Linked DNA regions of Mus musculus: regions 1 and 3 are each linked to region 2. A link is a contact called in public Hi-C data. All regions are on one chromosome and are shown on one strand. Each heading gives the region's core, a stretch centred on a gene start, on an enhancer-like site or on the middle of the called end of the contact. The rest is flanking DNA. Distances are from core to core; before and after follow the strand shown.

Evidence for each region. A called contact is a pair of places that touch in the nucleus more often than the background predicts.
Region 1: a contact with region 2 is called in a Hi-C map of uterus, with 1.6 times the contacts expected there. The contact joins two enhancer-like sites. A contact is called at or near these places in 13 of 484 Hi-C or Micro-C datasets (CD8 T cells, DN2 thymocytes, LSK cells and 10 more), 2 of 115 datasets of contacts at active chromatin or transcription factors (bone marrow-derived dendritic cells and embryonic fibroblasts) and 3 of 9 other capture datasets (adipose tissue, liver and pancreatic islet).
Region 3: a contact with region 2 is called in a Hi-C map of uterus, with 7 times the contacts expected there. The contact joins the promoter of Fbxl13 here to the enhancer-like site in region 2. A contact is called at or near these places in 9 of 39 promoter capture datasets (the C10 cell line, the HPC-7 cell line, HPC-7-derived erythroid cells and 7 more), 3 of 15 datasets of contacts at CTCF or cohesin (hippocampal excitatory neurons, large pre-B cells and pro-B cells), 129 of 484 Hi-C or Micro-C datasets (the 3T3-L1 cell line, 3T3-L1-derived adipocytes, the 4T1 cell line and 77 more), 21 of 115 datasets of contacts at active chromatin or transcription factors (the 230-238 cell line, PVALB interneurons, SST interneurons and 16 more) and 4 of 9 other capture datasets (adipose tissue, embryonic stem cells, liver and 1 more).

What each region holds. Positions count from the first base shown.
Region 1 is chr5:21,607,269-21,610,856 of GRCm38.p6, forward strand. All of the region lies in intron 7 of Fbxl13 (F-box and leucine-rich repeat protein 13), which reads right to left. Among named protein-coding and RNA genes, the nearest start is that of Fbxl13, 37 kb to the right of the region's middle. Within about 2 kb of position 1,378, at least 28 of the 459 cell types and tissues checked have an H3K27ac peak or open chromatin away from gene starts, as enhancers often do. A contact at or near this core is called in uterus, where this site is marked.
Region 2 is chr5:21,438,854-21,442,595 of GRCm38.p6, forward strand. All of the region lies in intron 4 of Fam185a (family with sequence similarity 185, member A), which reads left to right. Among named protein-coding and RNA genes, the nearest start is that of Fam185a, 16 kb to the left of the region's middle. Within about 2 kb of position 2,213, at least 53 of the 459 cell types and tissues checked have an H3K27ac peak or open chromatin away from gene starts, as enhancers often do. A contact at or near this core is called in the 4T1 cell line, B cells, astrocytes and 6 more, where this site is marked.
Region 3 is chr5:21,643,185-21,646,985 of GRCm38.p6, forward strand. It overlaps Fbxl13 (F-box and leucine-rich repeat protein 13), which reads right to left and starts at 2,421. Exons shown (of 21, transcript NM_001199632.1): 1 at 2,278-2,421. The coding sequence starts at 2,352. It overlaps Armc10 (armadillo repeat containing 10), which reads left to right and starts at 2,822. Exons shown (of 6, transcript NM_026034.5): 1 at 2,822-3,051. The coding sequence starts at 2,919.

The sequences.
Region 1 (3,588 bases), core at 128-2,627, 170 kb after region 2:
CTCTACAAGAGAGGCGAAACTGTCTAGATAGATGCCTTAGTCAGGGTTTCCATTGCTGTGAACAGACACCATGACCAAAGCAACACTCATAAAAGAAAACATTTAACTGGGGCTGGCTTACAGTTTCAGAGACTCCGTCCATTATCACCATGGTGGGAAGCATGGCCGAAGTCAGGTAGACATGGTGCTAGAGGACTGAGAGTTCTACACCTTGATCTGAAGGTAGTAGAAGGGGACTCTCTTCCACACTGCATGGAGCATGAGCTCTAGGAAACCTCAAAGTCCACCGACACAGTGACACACTTCCTCCAACAAGGCCACATCTCCTAATAGCGCCACTTCCCGTGGGCCAAGCATATTCAAACCACCACAGTAAACTAGCCAAAAATCTGTGAGTTACAGGTTTAGCAGAGACCCTGCCTCAATTAACAGTGATCAAAGAAGACACCCAATATCAACCTCAAGCCTACGCACACAGACACACACACACACACACACCAGCACACACATAGGCATACATCGAAATGCACACAGAAAACACAATACGTATGCATTCACACATGGGTGAACAAGCATACAGACATGCACACATGACATACATAAAAATTTCTCTATGGCATGCTTTTGTGTGCATGTTGATTTATTTGCTATTTGATTCATCTTAAAATATAAATGTATAACAACAAAGCTATTATTTGTTTAACCTGCTGGGTTTTTTTTCTCAGTTTCCAAAAGAGAGCCCTGTGTACTGTATGCAGGCTTAGATAGATACTGAGTAAATGATTAAATCTTCATTGTTTGTGACACAGTCTCTTGGGTACTAGGAATAAAGAAACAATATATATATATAAAACAGTGACACCAGATCCCAAAGAACATATGCTCTGGCAGGAGAAATAAACAAGAAGTCAGAATATTTAAAAGAATTAGAAACTGCTCATGATAATGGTTAGGTCTCACACCTGGGACAAACTGCTAGCTAAGGTGCCCATTTAACATATCAAGGCTGATTCAGGCTGCCAGGTTCTCCAGGTGTCCTTCAGGCCCTACCTGTAACAAGGTCTTCTGGGGAGCTGTACACTGACCCCTACCCTAAACCTCTCCAACCCAGGTCTTTTCCCTAAATATTCCAGCCATTTTGGCAATGCAGGTCCTTTTGGCCCTTTTGGCCCTTTTGTCTCTATCTCTTTGGCCAGTCTTTTGGCCCAGGGCCACACAGCCAAGGACACAGCCACACAAAGGCAGAACAATTCCTGCCCTGCTGTCTCCCCTTCTGTAGTTTTCACGTGCATCACTGACAGGGATCTGAAGCAATGGCAGTGGGGTCAGGGAGTAGGGCGGCTGCGACCAAAACAAGCTCTTCCTAAAAGCAAAATCCAGAAGTGTTCTGTAGCATCTGCTTTTCTCATCCACACCGCAAGGCGAGCCAACAAACATGGAGTTCCTTGACAGAGCGACTCAGTTTGGAAACTAATTTGGAGCCCATTCAGTACAGAGCCACAGAACCTGCAATGACTTTCTGCTTAGTTGGTTAAGGTCAGACTGACCCATGGGGTTATCAAAACACGAATTTGAACACACTCGTTTGATTTTACAATTCCAAGTAATTTAACCTAGCAAGCCAGAACCATCTGGTTCCCCCACAGTCTGGCCAGGCTTTATTGGCTTTTCGGGATTGAGAGGATTTTTTTATCCCAAGTGAGAAGATGAATCAGCAGTGCTGTGACATCTGAAGGTGATTCTGTAACTGTTTTTGCAAGTCCACATGCTTTATTCTTGTGCACACAAAAAGTCACAGCTAAGGTGAAGGGTAGCCACAAGGCAAGGTTTACATTGTTCACTAACCGAGCAACTAGCTTAGCTAGTTAAATCAAACTCTAAATTCATCGACATAAGGCTTTTCACTGTGTTGTGTGCCAAAATGCTTGCATTTCATGGAAACTGGGCCTTGACAACCCTCTCACTAACTCTGAGCTTGGCTAGCAGTTTAACTGATAGTATATAAGCCCTACCATCTGTCAAGGAAGGAGCGCTCCTTAAGACCAAAAATGATACCGAGGAAATGATGCAAAACAGAACCTGACTTGCTTTCACGAGTTGATGGAACTAGACCTAAAACTGCATATTTCCCAGATAAGTTCAAATTGTATTTCTCAAATCATTAGTCTCAGCTTTCCCTCCAAAATATTAGGCAGTCTGCATGCATAAGTTTGAATTCATTTTAAAACTAACACATTCCAAAATTAAGACTTAACTCAATATTTTTTTTGTTCAAGTTCCCAAGAACTAGTTAGCCAGAGATGTCATCAAGTTAAATGCTATTTTTAACGACTTTAAGGCTCTTTTTGTTTTGTTTAATTTTTGTTTTTGAGATAGGCTAACCTGGATACTCACTATGTAGAAGAGGCTGACCTCAAACTCACTATGTAGAAGAGGCTGGCCTCAAACTCACTATGTAAAAGAGGCTGGCCTCAAACTCACCATGTAAAATAGGCTGGCCTCAAACTCACCATGTAGAAGAGGCTGGCCTCAAACTCACTATGTAGAAGAGGCTGGCCTCAAACTCAGAGATCTGTCTATCTCCAACTCCTAGGATCAAAAGTATGTGGCACCGTGCCCAGCTAATAAATGATTTAAAAAGTAACTTTGCAACGCATTCATTTCATTGAATAACATTAGCAAACCCAGATGTTTAACATGTTAGTGTCAAAAATTCATTCCCAACTTTCCACTATTATGTAAATCTACCCTCTTATTACCTGCCATTTTAACAAACATCCAATTCATAATTTACTTCATTGGGAAAATTCTGAGACTATCTCTAAAAATACATCATGCTTAGTGTTGTTTTAAGATTTAGAAGCCTTACATTATCCTGTGGGGATTTAGTGACTTTTTAAGTTAGCCTAAAACTGAGGATTTTCATTATAATATTTTCATACATATACATCATTAGACATTTTTTTCTTTGTATTTTTCTTAACAATTTAACTTTTATTTTTATGCATATGTGGTGGTTTGAATAGGAATGACCCCTCGAGGCACATTATTTGAATGCTTGGTCATTAGAGAGTAGCATTGTTAATAGGCGTGTCCTTGTTGGAGTAGGTGTAACCTGGTTGGAGGAAGAGTGTCACTTGAGGTGGGCTTTGGGATTTCAAATGCTCAAGCTGGGCTCCGTGTCTCTTTTGTCCTGCTGCCTGTTGACCCAGATGCAGAACTCTCAGCTACCTTGCTAGCACATGTCTCCCTGCATGTGAGCATGCTTCCCGCCATAACAATAATGGAATAAAACCTCTAAAATCTATAAACAAGTTCAAATTAAGAGTCACCACGGTCATAGTGTCTCTTTACAGCAACAGAACACTGACTAAGACAGTGTGTGTGGTGTGTGTGTGTGTGTATGTCAACATGCAGGTGCCCGAGGAGGACTGTAATTCCAGCCTGATGTGTGCACTTACATACTGACACACACATACGCATGACACCTGACACCCTCTCTGGCCTCCATGTGTACCCATCACTCGTGGAATATACTCACACAGAAATACACACGCATAGATAATTTTAAAAAGGGGGGCAATGCAT
Region 2 (3,742 bases), core at 963-3,462:
CCTAGTATATCTCAGACTTTACACATGGCATAAAAGTTAAGAGATGACTGTACAGTTAAAGCAAGATCAGGAACTGGCCTACATAATTAATTGTAGAATAGCCATCTTTTTAAAAAAATCTATGAAGGTAAAATATCTTACAAGCTAATTTAATTTAATTTTGAAGAGAATTTGGAAATTATGCTATTTTTTATAAAGCTAATAGTAGTTCTGACTTTTTAAAAGATTTTTATTATTTTAGTGTGCCTGTGCATGCATGTACATATGTCATCTCTCCAGCCCCAGTAGTTGATATTTAAATATATTTTATAAGAAGAAACAATATCCAAGAGATGAGATAAAAGCAATGTTAATAAAGGTGGGATTCTTAGCGGTTACTTTCCATGCTATGAGAGGTTAAATGCATTAAGCATTTGGGTAGATGAGACTATAGAGACTCTATGATACTGATTTTGGGTACACTGCATTAATGTGTATTTCTCCTGGCACAGGTCCTCTTAGCAATGTGCCATTTCAGTTGCCTTTGAGTGTTCTGTTGTGATTTCCACAGCATATATCCACAGAAAGCAACATTACTTACTTAATGTTTGCATTGTGGAAAAAGAAAGTGAGAACACACAATGTTGAGATAATCTGGTGGTCGGTGTTATTCTGCTATTTTATATTTCCACAGAGCTGAGGATTCAGGTCCAGGCGTATGCGCTGCAGTACATAGGGGTAGTATTAAGAGCCACTTAATCCTTGACAACAGAACAGTCTGTGCACATCTGCTAAGTGTCTGCTGGGCCTTCTCCAGGAAGTGTGGGCTTGAACATTTTTCCATGCATGGCCTGCTCATTTCACTTCTTAGTAAGGCTGGATATCAGTGTCTATACATTTTGGCAGCACTCCCACGTTTTAGAAGTAAGCACAACTTATTAAGTTGTATTAGAACGTGGTTACTGCTAGTCATGCTAGCAAGTAACACATCAGCAAATAGTCTTCTGTTTAAAAAAAACAGTGTACGTAGGTAATTAGAATAACCTTTGCACCTCAACTCAATGACTGAGCCTCAACAGTCCCTACATTGATAACATGTATTGAACCTAAAGTAGAGCAGAGCTCTACATGAGTAGTACTGCAGTAGTGAGTAGTAATAATTTGTAATTTCATGTTTTAAATGACTTTTAATAAGCATTACACTTCTATGGGATCATAATTAAGGCATTTGTTTGGTTGGAGCCCACCGCTCACCCCTGCTCAAGCACAAGCTGGGAAAAGCCATCTGCCCTCCTTCTCCCAACCCAGTCCGCACTGAAATAACTCTAAAGAAAGTGTCCAAAAGGCACTCCTGGCAGCCAGTGCAACGTGCCTTCTGACATGACCACCTACCCAAATGCCCTCCCAGCTGCCTAGCTTCTGACCATGCTCCTGGCTCACACGTCATCACACCTCACCTGAGAACTAGAAAACTTCCCTGCCTTTCCTCAGCCCTGTTCTTGGGGACTGTAATCAACTGGGGAGTTGTGCCAATTAAACCTGCATTTATTTACTTATTTATTTATTCTGGTCTGATATAGCTTATATTGCATTTGGTAGAAAAGACATATTAGTATTATAAATAATATACAAGTAAGTTTTGGTGTAAAACAGTTCCCTACCAAGATAGATATTGATTGACCAACACTGCAGGAAAAACAACTGTTTTCTATTCTGCTTTACGCCATGTTCATATTCAATACATTAATGCTTTTTAAATATTTTATTTCTTTCATTTTAGACAGGTAGAATGGAATTTGGGGAAATTTACCACTAATTGAACACATTTCTAGATCTAATGATTAATGTAGCTGAAATAAATATTGCTAGTTATAAGAGTTTTGTTTTCTACAGTCTTTGAACATTTATTGGCTTTAATATGAAGTCAAGTATACTTCCTTACACGGTTTAAATAAGTCTCTTATGCACTGTTGCCGTAGGTAGGGTTTCCCTGAGAGAACACTGAGATGGAAATAAGAATGCAGTGTTTACTGGAGAGACTTCTTGGGCCCCATGCCATGTCAGGGCAAGAAGCCCCATCTCCATGGAGAAGGCAGACTATGATAGACTTTCAGCAGTCCCAAGTACAGCTCTGAAGCTGGCGAGGTTCCTCAGAGTTGCCTCAAGTTATAGTGAGGGAAACTGGAGTTTTATATCCCAGGTCATTAGATCCCAGCTGCTCCAGGAAGGAGTGTGATCTTGGGCCAAGACGGCTGTGTTCAGTTGAAGCAGTTTCCGAAGAGGGCTGTCCTCAAAGGGCTGTGTGCCAGCAGTTCTCTCCGCATCTATGAACAAAAGCCCTTCAGGTATAAAGGAGGCTCTACATGATGAATCATAGCCTCTGCTACGGTTAAATGTATTCATTGAATGCACTTATTGACTGGCTACCGTGTGCCAGGTATCTAGGAGCCAGGAGTGCAGAGTTGTGCAGGAAATGGTAGCCGTCTTTAAAGAATGCACAGTTGAGTGGAAGGACTTCTGTTTCACTTCCTCAGTCCCCTCCCACCTATCTGCTGGTGCTGTCCATTGTCACTCTGTGTCAAAGCAACTATCTCACAACTCCTTTTATAGCGTTGGTGCATGAGTAAGCAGGAATAGGAGGGGAATTTTATTCAGTTACTTCCATGTTATTCAGCCAGTTTCTCCCTCCATCCCTTGGTCCTTAGCTCTGTTTGTTTTCCAGTACAGGGAAAGAGATTAGAAAGAGACTCTAACTCATTGTGTACACCCAGTGCTTTGACTATTTTAAATCACTTAGGTAAACCAACATCGCTTGCTCCCTCTCCTGTGATTACCTGGCCTCCATCCTTGTTCCAAGAGCTTTTAGGAACGTGCTGTTGAAGCTTAAAGTATCAAGGTGGGATGGATGGAGGGGCAGTAAGGGTCATCCTAGTAAGACCCTGAACATATATTTCAGTGAATTCCTTGTTCTCACCCTCTCAGCAGATGGTTGTATAACACACACCATAAAAATATTGACTATATTTAAGCTTAATATCCTAAACTTTTTTTTCCAACATAATATTTTTATTAATTCTTTGATTGAGGATTTAACATCATACACCCCTACCAAGGACTTCCCAGTCCTTTCCTGCCCCTCACTCTAATGACCTCCCCCACAGCAAAAAAATAAAGATCAGTTTATGTTCTCTGTATTCTCACTGGGGCATGGTCAAACTCTCAGGGGCCTACTCTCTAAATAAAGCTGAGTCCTTCCAGTCCCTGCTGGAAGTCATCTCTCATGGAGGGCAATGCTCCAGCGTCCTATCACAGTTCTTAAGAGTTCTCTATGACAGCTTCCTGTCTAGGCTGTTGCTATTTGGGGAGGAAGGGAGGGGTTGTCACAGAAGTCTTCCATGTCCCTTTTTCTCAACTGTATCTGCAGTCATCTATATCACTGCAAAAGTAGCTTATTTACGCTTTATGGATCATAGGAGCATGGTCCCATAGTTTCTAATGTCAACACAGACCACTAACAGGGCTCCCAGTTGCTGTAGGGCCACAGACCCAGATAAGGCCCACTGATGCAGCTGCAATCACAGACATCAAGATGGCTTCTGGACACAGCATAGTAACACAACACAGACCCAGCTGCAGTAAGACCACGGACCCAGACATGGCCCTTGGTGACATCACTGACCCAGACATCACCATGTCCTTAGGTGACCATGCAAGCCACCCACATTCAATGTGGCCCCCAGTGGCAACATTTTGCATAGAAGTC
Region 3 (3,801 bases), core at 1,171-3,670, 200 kb after region 2:
AGATTTCACTTATTGTATTCAACAGATGGGATGAGATGTAACAAAAAGCAGAATTAGTAAAGTTAGCAATCCACTAAATAAGTCAATGAAAAATATCCAAAATATCATCCAGAAGACAAAAAAGAGGTAGCTGGACAAAAGCTAAAACAGAGGACAAGGGTAGAATTTTATTATATTCATGATTGGATTCCTATAATAGAAAAGAATTGGGTAAAAATAACAATAGATTTAAGTAATTGGTTCCAAAACCAATGAAAATTAAATATCAATCAGCAGATTCAATAAGCTTAGTAGATCAGGCAAGTGTTGTGGTTTTGGTTTGGTTTGGTTTGGTGTTGAGGTTTTATTTTGCTTATTTTTTGGTTGTGTTTTTTATTTTTGAGTCTTACCATCCCTATGCCTGGGCTCAAGCAAGCTTCAGCCTCAGTCTCCCTGGCAAGTAAGAGTTTACAAACCATTACAAACCACTGGCATGGGTAGGCTTTGGTTTGGGTTTTTCCTTTATCAGAGTGTACACAGGTTTGTAGGGAAACAGTGTTGTGGATGGACAACTAGGTTTACTTAGAACACACAGGCAATGTTCAGAAGAGGTCAAACATGCATAGATAACTGCAACAAGTACAAAGTACAGAGAGACCTGGCAGAATAGAAGTCACCTTAATGGTCTGAGGGAAAGTGAATGAGTGTGCCCAAAACCTGTCTTGCCCCTGCTGTTAATGTGTGAGCAGAGGTGACTGAAGGGATCATCTGGATAAAATCACGGGGAAAAGCCATCCTAAAAGGAAGTGTTGTGCCCAATTGCCCTGGAGGTTGAATGGCACTCTTCTCTCTCCCTTAGAACTCCCTCATTCGCCCCATTTCAGAACTCCCGCTGTATCACCACATAACATACACCGCGTAACATAACATACAGATAAATGGGAGTCACCAGTGATTTCTCAGCTCCCTGCCCCCAGGAGTACAAAACCTGGTTTTCAATACCATACTGTCCTCCCGAGGCAGGGCAGAATGAGGGGACTGGAGGGGACTGGAGGGGACTGGAGGCGGAGGTAGAGGAGGAAACCCTGCTCCTTCAGAACTGATCTACTTTCACTGCTCAGAAAGGACTTTAAGTCTGCGGGTAAGAACCTAATGGACTTCAACTGTGCTCACTTGAGGCTGGGTGCTGTATCTCCAGACACTTCAACCAAGGATGTCGAGGCCAGTAATTAGGCTCTGCTTACATAAGGTCAAAATGACACATTATCTTGAATTCCTGGCCTCCCCACTCCCAGAACTAAATGAAGCTGTTCATAAATGCACTATATGTTAGTTACTGAGAGAAAAAGAAACTTCGGTTTTTAATCTAACTTTGTTACAGACTATACTCTTTGGGTGATGTTAATAAAAGGGGAATGTTTATCCTTCTGGGACTCTGGGGTGGTACCCAAGGAGGGTTTTCCCTTCTCCTCTGATAGGGGGAAGGGGGTAGTGGGGGAGGGGCTTGTAAGGGACTGGGAGGGGAGGAGAGGGGTGGGCTGCAATCGGGAAGTAAGTGAATAAAGAAATTAAGAAAGAAAAAGAAAAGGGGTAGTAGTTTCTTGGCAACATTTAGAAATGTAACCTTGAAAGTCACAAGAAAAAATACTGATGTCAGCATTGTGAAGACAACACTTAAGGTCGACTCTCCCTTCAGAAGCCCGCAATTGTCTGACCAGGTGTGTTCTACTCTCTCTACTGGAGCACCTTTGTTCCTGCGTTTAATGAAGCCAGCTTTGCTTCATACAAGTTGGCCCCGAAATTCATTTCTTTGTTGAAACCAAGACCTCAGGTTTTGCTTGGTGGCGATCTCTAAAAAGGTGTGTTGTGAAGCTGTGTGTAGAGGCAGGTGACTCTTCTTCCCTCCTGCTAACAACGAGGCGGGGCGAAGCCTACACCCAGAACCCCTCAAGTCTTTTGTCTTCAAGTGGCTCACCACTCACTTCTTGCTCAAGACGCTCTTCCATAATAGAATTTAGTAGTTGACACTTGGAGATTCCAACCCAGGCCCTGTGCTCTTTGCGCCCCCTGCAGATTGTCACTTTCCCCCGTCCCCTTCCTTTGTCATCCCCACCTGGGCTTGGTTTTAGCCACCGGCACCCTTCGGTCTTCTCTAACCTACCCTTCTCTCTCTAGTTACCCTAAATTGACTTCAAGCTTCCCCATCCTGCTCCTTCTTAGCTCCAGTTCCGGGAATCTCCTTGCCTCTCCCAGTTTTTCCCCGCGCCCACTGTGTGAGAGGCTATGTGGCTGCAGTACCTCACAGATTTGAGGAATGTACTTGTCCCTGAAGTAGCTCCTTAGCCTGGGGGTGGCACTGCGTAGTGAAGCCATGGTCAGAAGCAGGACTCAGAATGCGTTTCATAGGTTACTGCTGTTCACGTTGAGGAGGAGAGACGCGCCGGAGCGTTGCCTAGCAACCACAAAGGAGGTGCCAAATAGTCCAAGCCTTTCGCGAGATGAAGAAAGAACCTAGCAGGGAGGGGGCGGGGCAACTGGGGCGGGGCGGGGCGATTGCAGAGGGGCGGGGCAGAGAGGGGCGGGGCGAGTGCAGAGAGGCGGGGCAGAGCGGGGAGGGGCGGGGCAGGACAGTACAGGCCGGGGCCGGGTAAAATGAGAGGGCTGGACGGGAGAGTGAGTGTTGGGGCGGAGCTAGGGTCTGTGTTCAACGCGCCGCAGTCCCGGTCTTGGTCCAGGAAAAAGCTGCTTGCACTAGGGGCATCCCGCCTGCCTGGTGAAAGGAACCGCAGCACACAGGGTGGGAGGGCTTCCGATTTTAGCAGGGCGGCTTCCGGAAGGCGGAGCTCCAACCCCATTTCCTTTCTCTGGGCTGGTTCTGGCCCAGCTGCACCTGCGTGTGGCCCTGGCTCCTCGGCTCCCTGCAGCTCCGAGGCAGCAGCATGGGTGGCGCGCGGGACGTGGGCTGGGTGGCAGCAGGGCTGGTCCTGGGCGCCGGCGCCTGCTACTGTATCTACCGGCTGACTCGGGGACCGCGGCGAGGCGGTCGCCGACTGCGCCCTTCGCGATCCGCAGGTGAGGCGATGGGCTGCCCGGCAGGTGGACTGGTTCGGGGCTCCGGACCCACCTCAGGCCAGGCTGGGTTGGAGGTGCCCTAGACACCCGCGACTGCATGGGGAGAAAGGCTGGAGGTAGACAGACGACTCTGGAAGCCCAGGTTGCCTTGGGTGGGTCCTGAGCCGCTTCCCTGCTCCCACTTCTTTGTTTAAAATAAGAGCTGAAAACATTGCCCGAAGTGTCCTGTTACTTCCCTTCGGCTTCACAGCCAAGAGCTGAGGTTTCTCCGAGCCAAGTAGATTGCCTCTCATTTTAAAGTTTTACCTGAGCTTTTGTGTTGTTATCAAAGAGATGCCCCTTACTGTGAGAAGGTTCTCAGGGGCCTCAAGCCTGGGTTGAAACTTTGCTCGTGCTATGTGAAGAATGGATCCCTGAGATGCAATTCTGCCAGCACTTTGTGGCACCTGTCCTGGGAAGTACCTTTAAGTCATCCGTAGCGTCCCTGCAACCGGGGTGTGTGTGTTGGGAATAAGAACCACAACCAACAGGAGACACACCCTTCTAAAAGGATGGCTTAAGTCGTGAAAACTGTTGGAAAAACTATTTGAAATAAAACCTGCCAACCAATACCTGCTTGCCTCAAAGGTAGAGAAATATATTTGTTTTTAAACTGAGGTTGGTGGGAGCTAATTGCCCTTCCCTAGAACAAAAATAAGGCACCTTTAAAGGCAGGTAGAAAACACATCTTTGGGTTGTACAACTAGCATT